2 separate regions of the Capsicum annuum genome follow, and region 1 is linked to region 2. A link is a contact called in public Hi-C data. All regions are on one chromosome and are shown on one strand. Each heading gives the region's core, a stretch centred on a gene start, on an enhancer-like site or on the middle of the called end of the contact. The rest is flanking DNA. Distances are from core to core; before and after follow the strand shown.

Region 1 (4,717 bases), core at 167-2,666, 180 kb before region 2:
ATTAATAATATTTCATAAAAGGTAAAATAGACACAAAATGATAAGTTAATTTTTGATGTTTTAAATTAACTTAACAATTTATATCAGCTCACTTATTTTTTTCATAAGTATTTTAATAGTAAATTTATTATATCATTTCTAATTAATTATTATAAGTCATTTATTAGATATTAAATAATATTTAATAACAAGAATAAAATAAATAAAAAATGATAAAATTAAAAATAATTGGATGAAGGACTTTTCTATAGTCATATCTGTGTCAAAAATGGAATATGGAAGTAGTACAGGTATTGAGTTCTAAATGACCGAATTCATATAAAAAATTAAATACATAGTTACAAGCTAAGATTTGAATAATTAAAATTTTTATTTTTATTCGGTACTAATAAATGAAGCATAAAATTCGTAAACAAGGAAATTAAATTTTAACTTTTTTTTTTAAAAACTATTTTTCCATTTAATTTACGAGACACCATTTGATTAAACATGAAATAGAGAAAATGAAATACTATTTTGAAATTTGTGGCATAAATAAACCTTAAATTTTATATGGTTATAAAACATTTAATTAAAAAATAAAATAAAAAATATAAAAATAAATTATTTCTAAAAAATTAAAAAAATATTTTTTACATAAATTAAAAAGTAAAATACCTCACATACATTAAAATAAAAAAAATATAAATATTAAGCCCGTGATATCCCACTAGTTAAACTAGTCGGCTTACGCCATGCTACGTACGACCCAATGTTGATCCTTAAAAATTGTACGTTATGTATAATTCTATCATTTAATTAAAACCTTCGTTTGTTTGGTTGATAAATTCTAAGTTAGCCATATATTATTATATTTAGATTGATGAAATTCGTATAACAATATTTTAGATTGTTCAAATTTTCATGGAATTGATAGTCAATTATATATTTTTAAATAATCTAAGTTTTTAATTATTGTGATTTATAATATTTTTTCTTCTATTTTACTAATTAAAAGTGACATAGTAAAATTATTATAGTAAATACTTGCGATTTTTTTTTAAGTGGTCTCATATAAGACGTCAAGTTAATTTGAAATATACAAAAATAATTTATCATTTTATGTCTATTTTATCCTTTTTGTTAAATTTTTAATACTTTAATGACTTATAAAAACATCAAAAAATAATTTATTATTTTATATTTAATTTTTTATCAACCGTTATTAATTTTTAATATTTAAATAACTTATAAATTAGTTATGAATAATATAGTAAAATTACTGTTAAAACAGTTGAAACAATCATGTCATAAATATTTATTTTAAAATTTTAATTTTTTATTATATAAATAACTTATAAAAATTAATTAGAAATAATTAAAGCAGTCATGTGGATCATATGCAGCTTATTGTATAAAAATAGTAGTAATAAAATAGAGCAGGCCGAACCCAAGCCTCACCAAAAAAAATAAAAATAGAGCAGGCAATGGGCAGTGAGACCAAAGTAAAACCACTTGTACTCGAGCAGCACTAGCCCTAAAATAGTTAAGGAGACGAGTATGGCGATGGCTGTTCGAGTTAGACGCATGAAAGAGGCTTATATGCTGCTCCCTCTTATTTCTGCTGGTACCTCCTCCTCCTCCTTATTTGCCTAATGTTCTTTCTAATTATCTTCAGCTAATATCAATTTCTTATTCTGGACAGGAAAAAACTGTAACCTACTCGTAAAACACACCAATTTTTGCCCGCGTCTTTTAAATTATTATTCGAAAAATTCATGTGCAGATATCAATAGGTAACATTTTCTGTATGCTGGGTACACCTATTTGAATTTCTTTATGAGTATGTATGTTTCCACCTGATTGAACAACAATGAATTCATAATTTCTATTTTAAGGCAATTGCATTTGACTTATTCTGTATGTGTACCAAAGTAACGTTTGTTATCTCGTCTTTCAGTAAGAAAGAGGAGAGCGAGAAATTCATTTTTGAGTTGATGTTCGATTCAGCTCACATTACAAAATATCCTGAAACGGTTTTGTAGCAATATATGTTATGAGACATACAATGTGATGATGCATAGTTGTCCTCGAAATTTCTTGCGTAATTCTTTCATGGATAAAGTTATTGGAGGAATACTTTTTCTCTCTAGTGCTGTATATATGTGTTAACATGCAGAAAACTCTGGCTACCTTAACATATACAGTTGTCATCATTGAACCAAAAAAAATATACAATTGTTATCAGTTTTGTATTTATTAGAGGAAAGATATTTTAGGGGAAAAAGAAGAAAAGGAGCATTGCACACAAGTACATTACCTTTGGTTTAATCATTAATTCTATATTTTTGTTTTTTATGGCTCCACATAGTAGTTTGAATTTTTGCAGCCTACTATTTTGGAGGTTTTAGTAGTCGTTACTTGTCCTTGACAGTCTCTTTCAGGTATTCAACTGTATCAACTATATCAACTATATCAGAAGCAGTGCCGGAGTCTCTTGTACAACTCAATATCCCCTTCTTCATTAAGTCTACTATTGATAAACCTGAAGGTGAGCTACTCTCGCTTGGTAAATGTGATTTAGCTATTTTTGTAAAATTGTGAGGATGAAACTACATAGTGAGGTGCACCCAAGGGTGTGTAGCTTAGTGGTCAATGAAGTGGTTTGAGAACCTGAGGTGTCAAGTTCAAATCTCAACAGAGACAAAACACACTAGGTGATTCTTCCATCGATCCTAGCCTTGGTGGATAAAGTTAACAGATATTTGTTGCTGGTGGGAGGTGACAGGTATCCCGTGGATTTAGTTGAGATGCGCAAAAGCTAGCCCGGACACGACAATTATAAGAAAAACAACAACTGCATACGGAGGTAACATATGGTATATGTCTAGTTACCATTAGGCTTTAGCAGGCAAAATTCATCAACTTCTCCGGAAATTTCGTTGGTTTGGTAGTATTGGCATCTAAAACTTTGATGGATTTCTGACCAACTAAGCTAATAAGCCAAGTTGAAGAAACTTACCTATGAAGAAAAGAAAAAAAATCCTGAACTGGAGGAAAATTTTAAATACTTTTCCGTTACCTATATGATGCGCCAAAAAGTTGTACAAATGGACCATAAATGATTCTTGTACTGGACCAACAAACCAACTTGTCAACGGTTGAGTTAATCATGTCTGTGGACCTTATCATTGAAATGAGTCCTGAGAGCTCAATGCTTAATAATGGATACATATGTTAAAGTACTTGCGGCCTAAGCATGCATATTCATGCCTTTTTTTCATTAAGATTTTATCTATACAGTAGATTTTCAGTTGAGGCGTTGTTGGTATGCGTCAATGCGTGAATTGCATGGTGGAACTTTGAGTTCATTTTGTAGTTTGGTTTACAGTGAACCTTATTTTTTGCAAAAGCAAGTGTACCTAAGTGGTAATCTGTTTTCCACAGCTGTACGTATTTGATTTTTTGTTCCAATAAAAAACGGTCTTATCCTGTATTCATGTCACAATGACCAGTCTATCTACCCTACCAACATGTCTGTCAGAAGATCACCTTCTTCTAGTTTTCAGTTGGATTCAACATTTTAAGGAACTCATCAATGACAATGCTAAGATGAGTCAGAGAATAAAAACATGTTTCTTGCTTTCATTTTCTTCTGCATGTAATGGCGGTTTCTCTTTAGTAAATCTTATGACTCCTGATAGAATATTTAATGACAATTTTGCATTCATCGATCCCTGTATCCTCAACTTTTTAATAATTGAATGTCCATAAGCAGATTATTTATGATGCTGTACATAAGCAGAGGATTATGACAAAGTTAATCGCAAAATTCTGTGTTCTATCTATGTCTTTCTTTGTTATGTTGTATGCTCTTCACATTTCTTACTCAACTTTTGGCACTACTAATTTGTTCATTATCTGGTTTGTGTAACTGGATATATATGCATGCTTTTCTCATTTTCATTGCGTTTTGAACAAAATGTGCAGACCCTTCTCATTGTTGGTTAAATGGAATTCCGGATAAGAAATCTCTGAAAGATGGCATCTTCCTGGTTCTCATAGCTGGGTTTGTTGATAGTTCCTCAATCACAGAGGCCAACTTTGTTAGCGTGCTCGAGAAAGTCAAGTTTCTCCAGCATAGGTAGAGTAGATCCTTATGCAAACTTCTTCTGTCTTAATTTTCTTATATACATCTTTTCAAAGATGTCTACTTTCTTCCAATGTTGCAGATATCCTTTCCTTCAAATAATTGGTTTCCAGAATACCAAGATCCCACTTCACTCCAGTGATATTTGCACACATCTGTTTAGGAGAACCTTGAGAGAATACATTTCCTTTCCTATTCTGCTTTCTAACAAGGATGTTCTGGAGGTATGTTCACATAATTTGTTGCTCAATTAGTGCGGTTCAAAGGATCTTGTTCAATCTACTTTTTTTCATTTATAGTGTCTTACGACTTGATAGATGCTTCAAAGGACTGAGTTTCTCTTTTACAATATCTGTAGTTAGTCAGAAGGGAGTTGCAAATTTTACTATTCAATGAAGATCTGAACTTTCTGTTATTAGTACCTGGTTGCTGAGCTTTCTTATATTGATTTGCTAACTTTTTGGTCTCCTTTAGTATGTAAAGGCTATGTGTCCAGTATATTCCTTGCTAATGTTCAAGGAAAGCAAGATAACATCATTGGCGATAAGAAAATAAAAATGGGTAAAACAATAGACAAATCCGTTAGTT
Region 2 (4,554 bases), core at 1,435-3,934:
TTTGTCATCCTACGATCGCTCTTCTATATAGTAGAAATAGAAATAAAAAAACAAGAGAGAACAACAATTTTGGTAGTCCTCCTATTAATTTATGATATGAAAGTTTTATACGTGACATTATTTTTTCAGAATTTTTCTTTTAAGATTTTCTACATGAATCTTTTTAATTGGTTGAATTTCTTTTGATTTTATTAAATTATTTTCTTCTTCATCTTAAAATATTTGTCACGTTTCACTTTTGAAGATCAAATTATATGAACTTTAATCAATATTTTTAAGAAAAAAATATTATTATATTGACATAATCACTGCAATTTATGGTATCTGTGTTTCATATAGTTTCGAATATCTAATTTCTAATTTTATTGAATTAATATAACACAATTTAGCTTTAGAATAAGTCAAATTATCTTTTGAAAAATAAAACGATAAAAGTTGAACAATTTTTTAAGACAATACTTTTTTTCACCACTGAACCATAGATGATATTGAGATTTTGGTAGCCTTCTTAAGGATTTTTTTGATATTTTAATTTTTGGTGAAACAAAATTACTACATATAATAATTAATGGTGTTTTTTAATTACATTTATTTTCGCCCTTATTCTTTTTGTTAAGATCATTCCACTTGGGTTTTTATAATTGATTTTTTTCTTGCCACGTGTTAGATTACTATTTAATTAAAACTCCTTTTATTTTAAATCAACAATATTCAAGCTAACTTTTCTTACAAAATTAAAGTTTTCAACGATTTCAACTACAACTTCATAGTTCTTTTTGATATTATAATATAATAAATAATATCTTATATTTATTATTTCTCATAGTGAACATGAAAAAGTATAAAACAATAATTAAAATAAGATGAATAAGTTACTCTTGTAAGGGGCATGCAAAAAGTAAACATAATAAGTAAATAGACCGAACGGAGTAAGCTAATAATGTAGTTTAATTATCATTTAATATCCTTATATATTCTTATTAAATTAATTTTTATAAAGAATCTTAATTGAGGTTATAATTATTATAGCCGTAATATAACTTGAAAACATTGACTTCTTTTTTCCAGATGATTTGACAAGATGAAAAAGATGTAATTAGCAAAAATTATTGTCACTAAAATTATGAAAAAAATTAAAACTCAATAAATATCAAAATAACTTTTTTAGTTGTGACTAAGAAAATAAATATTTGCAAATTTTATAAAAATATCAATATCTTTTTTCTATTTATGATCTTCATCGAAATGTAATTATTAAATATTTTAAAGAGATAAGCATTCAGTACCCCTCGAACTATGGTTAGAGTTGCTACGACACACTTCAACTCCACATGGGTGCTCTGAACTCAATTTTAGCGTATTTTTGTCGCCTTTTTGTGCTGACATGACACCTTTATTACATAAAAATGAGGCCCGCATCAAAGGTGCCACGTCAGCTAAAAAGGGTGACAAAAATACACTAAAATTGAATTCAGTGGTAATATGACCCCTGTAAAGTTTCAGTGCATCGTAACAACTTTGGTCATAGTTCGTGGGGTACTAGATGCTTTACTCTATTTTAAATTATGTCATTATATAAAATATTGAATTACTTGAAGTTTTTTGATATATTTTAATTCTCTGTCAATATCTTCTGCCTCATAAATAATAATTTTTATTTAAAATTATCAAAATCTTTTATTAAAAACAATATTATGAAAACTTATCAATGAGACTTGTTAAGCAGATCATTAGATGTACTGATTATAAAGTAAAAAAAAAATTATGATATAAATTATTATTTTTGTACTTTGATTTTGGAGCCTGGACCTTATGAAACTAGTATAATTTAAAGGAAAGTCATAAAGAGGATGATATGACACCTCTCCAGGCCTTCATACATATTTATGTATTATCTCTGTTTTTTTGAAGTTTTCATTATTTTAAATTAATATATTATGTATTAAAAAAATTCAAAAGGTACCTCACAAAAACACCTCTTAAATTCTCTTCAATATATTTTAATGTATTTATTGAATTTTAATGAATATTATAATTCATGTGAATTACAATCTTTTCACCTCCCACACTTTTTCTATTCTCATAAATTTATATTGAATTTTTATTTATAGGTAATGGATGAATGCCAAATTATGTTTTCAATTTTTTATTTTTTTTAGTTTTATCATGTGTCTAATTTGTGTAATTTTGTGTTAGTGATTTCTATTTTTATTGTATGAAATTTGCAGGAAGTTTGTTAATGCAACAAATATTGATAATATGGACATAATAACATTATCAATTTCTTCAATCAGAAAAAAGGTATCCAACTTTTTATTTTAAATTTTGCATTTTATGCTCTAACTATTCATCTTAGAACTATGATGAAGTTCATCTTTTCACGAGGAGATCGATGAAGTTTTTAATTTTTTATTTAAAATTTTGCATTTTAAGGTCTAACTATTCGGCTTAGAATTCAGATGAAATTCATATTTTCATGAGGAGATCGATGGAGTATTTAGTGTTCTTCACAATGTTTATTTTCTTCTATCATGTTGGAAATGTTAGTGTACTAATTAAAAGGTAGCTCCTAATCATCAGTTGCCGCAACGCTTTTTGTTTCAATTAGACAATAAAATCTCAAAAAAGAGCTACACCTTTTGTGATCTCTCTATAAATAACTTTTAGATTTATTAATTTAATCAATTGAGCGAATGATATTTGAAATTAATTTTTCATTCATGATATAACTGCGTGAAGCGCGGACGACTCCACTAGTACGTCAGAGGTACGACAATATTTGACGCAAAGGTCGTGGGAAAGAAATCGTAATTTACGCGGGAAGATGAAAATAGAAAAAAAGATTTTTCTAGTAAAAGCGTGTTAGACACGCGCAGAGGTGGGCCGTGTAGGAGACAATCATGAATTACCGAAAGCAAGTGTGCTGTTGGCTACACCGGCAATTAAAGCCACCCACCAACTCACTCACTCCCTCACCTTCCACTCTCTCTCTCTCACTTTTTGTAGCTGAGCTGAATTCTTGCCGGAGATTCATTATTTGTCTTTTTTCCGAGTAATCTCTGTGAATCTGTGGTGTTGGTTGTTTGGAGCATTTGCCGTATTTCTTGGATATGTAAAGTAGAGCATTTTACATTGTCGAGTGGAGTAACTAGGGTTTTTAGACATGCAATCTTCGGATTTGAGTGGAGGAAGTTCATGGAGGGTATTTTTGGAATTTTAAGCTTGAGTACAATCCTAAAGAAGCTGGGAGAATGCTGTTCCAGTTTGGAGGGGTTTGATACTGAGGATGGTGTTTGGGAATTGTGTTGTAGAGAGAGAAGATGCTACCTCTGATGCTTCTCTTTCTTCTTTCTTTCCTCACTCTACTGCTTCCTGCTGCTCTCGGTAATTTCATCTTTAGTAGAGTAATTTTTTATTTTTATATTGTTGAGATGCTTGTAGTGGCTGGGTTCGCTTGGGTAGTCTGCAGAGAAGCACAGATGTCGGTTGTAGCTGGGATTAGGACTTTTTTGTTTCTTTCTCTCATAAACCTTTAATTTGTTAATGCGTTATTCTGAAATTTCTGCACAATTTAGGAGGTGTGAACGGGTGGGATTAACCAAGAGAATGGCATTTTGTGGAGTTTATACGCTATTCTGAACTGTCGGGGTCTGAAATTTTGAACTAAAATGCAGACTCCAATCAGTGAAAAGGTTCGAGGTGCCTACTTTTGCATTTCAAGAATCTACTGAAACCTCTTCCTGTTTGAAAAGAAACAAAATGGCCTAGAAAAAATCTAGAGAGCTCATATAGTTGACGCCAACTCGCATTGTTATTGCAACATAGTTGATATATAGAGAAAGCCCCTTCCTTTTGGAAGGAAAGAGGCAGACAGGCATTAGTTAACTGATGCTTACGGCCTGTAAATTAAAAGTATTTCCTTTTGAGTTATTTTGTTTAAGACATCTACTACATATTTCCCCCTTTCAAAAATTAGTGCATGCATGATTGGCTGTTTCTCTGTATGTGAAGTATGGTTACCTATTTGCTTCTAAAACTTTCAACTTCAGGGATGACATTGCCCCATATTTACCTCTCTCCTACTCTACCGCCAAACAAGCCGTACTATGCAAGCCAACTCTTTTTGGAAGATGGTAAGATTAGTACTTCAAATTCTGCTTCTTTTAGCTCTGTTTTGTTATTTGTTGATTGATTAGAGAAGCCTCTTGTTATGCAAGTTTAGTGATAAATGTGGATTTGGAACATACTTAGTGTCTTACATTGTTTTGCAGCAAGATTAGTGTTAACTCGTGTCTCATTTGTACCAATGTCAGCACCGCACCGACACCATTTTAAACCACATCTGATTCCCTCTAGGGCGCCTGCTCCTTACCTTGCATCTCAAGGTATTAAGAATTGCTTTTTCCAAGCCATCTTTTAGGACTTCGTGGGGCTTTACTGATGCGGAACTCTAATCTTTAGGTCTTGCTCCAGCTCCTATTGCCAGTCGAGTGCCAAGACATCATGGTCATCATCATCGTCGGCCGAGAGCTCGTGCTTCCCCATCTCCTGCAG

Evidence for each region. Hi-C and Micro-C count contacts between places; a contact is called where the count stands out from the background.
Region 1: a Hi-C map of bud shows a contact between it and region 2, with 2.9 times the contacts expected there. The contact joins the promoter of LOC124887343 here to the promoter of LOC107842745 in region 2. A contact is called at or near these places in 2 of 5 Hi-C or Micro-C datasets (bud and placenta).

Annotation. Positions count from the first base shown.
Region 1 is chr9:78,043,269-78,047,985 of UCD10Xv1.1, reverse strand. LOC124887343 reads left to right here and starts at 1,416. Exons shown (of 4, transcript XM_047396860.1): 1 at 1,416-1,606; 2 at 2,414-2,530; 3 at 3,970-4,123; 4 at 4,212-4,544. The coding sequence starts at 1,540. The coding sequence ends at 4,383. The region is part of intron 5 of LOC107842553; the gene reads right to left.
Region 2 is chr9:77,866,974-77,871,527 of UCD10Xv1.1, reverse strand. It overlaps LOC107842745 (receptor-like serine/threonine-protein kinase ALE2), which reads left to right and starts at 2,684. Exons shown (of 9, transcript XM_016686722.2): 1 at 2,684-3,384; 2 at 4,050-4,133; 3 at 4,272-4,385; 4 at 4,462-4,554. The coding sequence starts at 3,321.